Linked DNA regions of Arabidopsis thaliana: region 2 is linked to region 1. Evidence: chromatin contacts called from public ChIA-PET data. All regions are on one chromosome and are shown on one strand. Each heading gives the region's core, a stretch centred on a gene start, on an enhancer-like site or on the middle of the called end of the contact. The rest is flanking DNA. Distances are from core to core; before and after follow the strand shown. Region 1 holds the start of AT5G44580. Region 2 holds the start of GALS2 (glycosyltransferase family protein (DUF23)).

Region 1 (2,735 bases), core at 164-2,663:
ATTTTCCAAATATTATCTGAAATTCCAAATCTTAATTTTGATTTTAATAACTTAAATATATTATTCGTGGTATACTAAAAGTCTAAAACGTATAAGGTAAGGTGTCTAGTACATGCTTTAGAGCTTTACAGACTAAAACGTATATGTAAACTTTAACAACAAAATACATATTATATTTTAAACACACATTTTGGATATTATTTAAGAACACTAGAAATACTGGACCAACACACATATTATACATTACATATTCGAGAAATGAAAAACTTGGCTTGTGAAAACAGAAATTAAACATATACTACACCAACGCATACGTTATACGTGATCGAGAATTAAAAGCTTCGCTTGTGAGTCCTTGATTACACATTAATATATATATACTAGGGGGCTGGAGTGCGACCCCCACCATGCCCACTGCCTGATGGTCCTGTAAATATGTCTCCATTGGGTCTATATATACTCATCAACTTCCTCCCTACAATTCATATTTATGAATTTTTAAAGAGAAAAGGCAGCAAAATATTATAAACGAATTATGCAATGAAATCGGAGTCTAAAATTTGAAAATAGCCGGAAAGAAACGTTGAAGCTTTATAAGAAAAAAAGGAGATAGTGTTAATAGTAGAAAACCATTATCAGCCTATTTTCTTTAGTACACATACATACACCCATTAAACCATTATAATTTAGGAGAATTAATTATGTAAGAAAAAAACATAACATTTTTATTTATATATATATATATATATATATTATAAACACTCTTTTATACTTTAATTTTAAGAATCTGTACTTTATAATTTTTTCGGTAAAAGTTGATAAGAAAATAAGTAAAGAGGAGGGACATACCATTACTGCCTGGAGCGTGGTCACTAGTTGATGATGGTGTTCCTATGGCACTGTTGGGCTTATAATAATTCATCCGCTTCCTCCCTATACGTATTTATTACAAGTGAAAGGTAAGCTTGAAATGAAGTTGCAACTGATCGTAGTTAAGCACTTCCCGGTCAATGATCTATCTATTGAAAGTTCCATGAATAGACTATTTCGCATCAATTAACACTTAGACAATCTGATGTATATGTGGATGTTATATGATTGTTAAAACAATACTAACCCAAGAACAGTTCATGGTGATAAGGAAGAGCAGATTCGGTACGAGAAAGAAACGTACAAAGAAGCAAAAACACAATGAGCAAATGAATAAATTTTGAAGAAAACTTTTTTCTTTCCATCTCTTTTTCTCTCTTTGTTTTCTTGATTGTAGACTATTATTTATAAATCCCAATGAAAAGTGAACATTCCAAGAAGTGTTGAAAAGATAAGAAAACCCCAAAAATATTAATTTTCTCCACCACTCAGTTTTTATTGATTAATTTGACCTCTTGTGGAAAGATAATTGACACTCTTTTTTCTCATTGAATTTTATTTTATTAGAAAGTACAATGAATGAAGACTAATAGCCAAAATGACCTTGTTCTTTCTCTTGTTTCTTTTTTTCATTACTAATTATAAGCTTTTGAACTGGTGTTTTATTCTCAGTATATCAACATATAGAGATAGTTTCCATGTTAAAATATTTCTACATAATATGTCTTGCATTTTTCTGAGACTAGTTTCAAGGTCTCTAGTTTGTTACTTGTTGCAAGCCATACTTGACACCACATGTGTTGTCTGAGTCAAGCTGTTTTGTTTTGATATTTTTTTTTTTTCCATTTTGGCTAATTTTTGACATGATGATAAATACATAGGTAAGACTTTTCTTTTTTTTCGTTAAAATATATGTAAGAATTGCTTTTATTATAACTCTGCATCGGGTGGTCTCCATATACGTTTGGACTTTGTTGCTTTCTCTTGTGTTAACGAATAATATTTTATGAATCTCATTGCTTTCGAGCATTATTTAATGTTTTGAAATGAAAATTATTGCTTAAAACACTTAAAATATACCATATTATATTACAAAAGTACATATATAGGACTTAAGAACACATAAACTTAGAGTTACATTCATAGCTATATAGTTTTTATTTTTCAAAGCCTAATGGCCTCGAATTATTTGAAAGATAATAATTGCTCAAACTAAGGAGAGGAAACATGTTCAATGCTGCTACCACCATGTCCACTATGTGATGGTCCAGTGCCTATTTCACTATTTGGCTTATAATAAGTCTCCCCTCTCTTCCCTATAAATAATATTTAAAATACATCGAAGTTAGCGATTTATAATAGACGAATAATCAGGTATGTGCCAATTTTAGAAAGTATTATAAATGATTAAAATCTTAAATAAAGTGTCCTAACCTGTAAATATTTCTACATCAAATCTTGATGAGAAGAAGTGAATAATTATTTGACAAGAAAACTGTGGATAATTTGCAAATATAAAACGAGATCGATAGCTGAATATATTAAGAAGATATGAATACTATACTACTATATGAGTACCTTTCTGATTACTATCTTTACTTTTTAAGGGTGGTGGTTTCACATATATGCCACCATACGGATACGGAATGTTCGCCATCATTCTCCTCCCTGTATTTATATTTTGAAAATAAAATATTGTAGATTTTAAGGAAAAAAATATCTAGAGGAAATATTTATTTGAACAAAAAAAAACATAGAAACGTGAATACGATATATGCGGATATCCTTCTCTTTCTTTCTCATTAAGGCCATAAACACGGTGTTAATTTATATTAAATATTTTCAATATTAAATTTTGTTATTTC
Region 2 (2,764 bases), core at 46-2,545, 42 kb before region 1:
TAAAATTTAAGTGAAAAACAAACAAATTGTAAGATGTTTCGGAAGCTAATCTTGTTCGTGACCATAACTAAAGTAAGCGATTTTGACAAATATTCATATGATAATAATACCGGTTTATTAAGTGACTATCTTTTTTAGTTGTTAAAACAAGCTCAAATGAAACATAATTACAAGCCTAAACCAAAAGTTTTACAAAATACAAGCCCAACAAGTATTCTAGTTTGAGATTGAAATAGTTAATAACTTTTCTACCGGATCTGTAAAAAAAATAAAAAATGACGGGACGAAAGTAAATAAATGTTCATCTAAATTTTATTTATTTTATACGTAAAGGATAATGATGAGTCTTCTAGATTCTGAAAACAGTAGCCTGCTTTTTTCGACCGTTTGCTATGCTTCTAAGCTAAAAGTAAAAAAATAGAAAGCATCGTTGAAAGAGAATGATAAATTTACATGGCAGGTCACAAAGCTGACACGTGTCGTACACATGTTAGTAGGTGATGACGTGTTATAATATTTTGGCAGAGAGCGAAATCCCATGCGTCGGTAAAGGAAACAAAAAAGCATGAGTCGTTTTAAAAGTCTTCTAATCGTCAGACTCTTTTCTTTTTCTCTAGTTATTATATTATTAAAATTCACTATTTTCTGTGTATTTTTTCTCGTGACTTTAAAACAGTAATCTGCAACAACAACAAAAAAACATGATTCAATGTTACACGAGAAAAACCAGTGAGTTATAAATTAAATTCTTACTAAATTGCATAAAAGTTCGATGACTAAATTATAAGGCTGTTAGTTGAAATTGGAGAAGTTAGAGGACCGATTTTGTAAATAGCGTAACATAAAAGAAAAGACGACAAAATTAGTTATAAAAAAAGCTAAAACCTTTTTATTCTCTCTCAATCCAACTCATTTTGGCTGCTTAATAAATTACTTTTATTCTCTTTATAAATACATAACATGCTGTTTAGCACATGTATAGTTTTCTTCGAACAAATTAAATATAGTTTCTTCAATAGAATTATCTTTGAAGCTTTTCAATATTAATCGAAAAATGACAAGAAAAATGAATAAAATAAATTAGTTTCTAATAATGGCATATATATATAAATGGAGAATTCTAACAGCAACAAAGAGTCTCTATTTATAATTTTCATTTCTGAACAATAAATTCACATGAATAATTTTTGTTACAAAAATATATTACTAATTAATAATATGTAAAATGTATATAATATTTGAAGGAAAATTTGAACAAACTGTGCAATTTATTTTTAATTTTATGATATTACAACACAACTACATATTTACCTAATTTTTTATGATTATACTAGTAAACACAAAAAAGTGTTTTTTAATTTACGTATTCATAAAATTAAAAATTATAAAATGAGACTCTTCAATCTTCATTACTGTTAAATTCTCCAAATTTTTTCTTCTCTCTCTCTTCCCTCTGTCGCTTCACTTTCCCTCTGCTTCATAGTTCATACGATTCTTCGATTCGTCTTCTTCAATCAGTGAAGAAGAACTCAAAAGATGGCTAAAGAGAGAGACCAAAACACTAAAGACAAAAACCTCCTCATCTGTTTCTTATGGAACTTCTCCGCCGAGCTTAAGCTAGCTCTAATGGCGTTACTCGTTCTCTGCACTTTAGCTACTCTCCTCCCTTTTCTACCTTCTTCTTTCTCCATCTCCGCTTCCGAACTCCGTTTCTGCATCTCACGCATCGCCGTAAACTCCACCTCCGTCAACTTCACCACCGTCGTCGAAAAGCCAGTCTTAGATAACGCTGTCAAGTTAACTGAGAAGCCGGTGTTGGATAACGGCGTTACGAAACAGCCGTTAACTGAAGAGAAGGTGTTAAATAACGGCGTTATTAAACGGACGTTTACTGGTTACGGCTGGGCAGCTTATAACTTCGTGTTAATGAACGCTTACAGAGGCGGCGTTAACACATTCGCCGTTATCGGTTTATCATCTAAACCACTTCACGTTTACTCTCATCCCACTTACCGTTGCGAATGGATTCCACTAAACCAATCCGATAACCGGATTTTAACCGACGGTACCAAAATCTTAACCGATTGGGGTTACGGTAGAGTTTACACAACCGTCGTCGTAAACTGTACTTTTCCGTCAAACACCGTGATAAACCCTAAAAACACCGGAGGTACTCTTCTCCTCCACGCAACCACCGGAGATACAGACCGGAACATCACCGATTCAATTCCGGTACTCACCGAAACTCCAAACACCGTCGATTTTGCTCTCTACGAATCCAATCTCCGCCGGCGAGAGAAGTACGATTATCTCTATTGTGGATCTTCTCTCTACGGCAACTTATCACCACAGAGAATCAGAGAATGGATCGCTTACCATGTAAGGTTCTTCGGTGAAAGATCTCATTTTGTTCTACATGACGCCGGAGGGATTACAGAGGAAGTGTTTGAGGTTTTAAAGCCATGGATAGAGCTTGGGAGAGTTACTGTTCATGATATTAGAGAACAAGAGAGATTTGATGGTTATTATCATAATCAATTCATGGTGGTGAATGATTGTTTGCATAGGTATAGATTCATGGCGAAGTGGATGTTTTTCTTCGATGTTGATGAGTTTATTTATGTTCCGGCGAAGAGTTCGATTTCGTCGGTGATGGTATCTTTGGAGGAATATTCTCAGTTTACTATTGAACAGATGCCTATGAGTAGTCAGCTTTGTTACGACGGTGATGGTCCGGCGAGGACTTACAGGTAAATTTCAAAGT

The links. ChIA-PET counts read pairs in DNA pulled down with a chosen protein or histone mark.
Region 2: an H3K4me3 ChIA-PET map of shoot shows a contact between it and region 1, with 13 read pairs. The contact joins the promoter of GALS2 here to the promoter of AT5G44580 in region 1.

Annotation. Positions count from the first base shown.
Region 1 is chr5:17,977,827-17,980,561 of TAIR10.1, reverse strand. AT5G44580 reads right to left here and starts at 1,413. Exons shown (of 3, transcript NM_123825.5): 1 at 1,118-1,413; 2 at 850-933; 3 at 12-475. The coding sequence starts at 1,235. The coding sequence ends at 381. AT5G44578 reads right to left here. Exons shown (of 3, transcript NM_001344566.1): 2 at 2,305-2,538; 3 at 1,919-2,186. The coding sequence ends at 2,429.
Region 2 is chr5:18,020,039-18,022,802 of TAIR10.1, reverse strand. GALS2 (glycosyltransferase family protein (DUF23)) reads left to right here and starts at 1,295. Exons shown (of 2, transcript NM_123834.2): 1 at 1,295-2,750. The coding sequence starts at 1,537.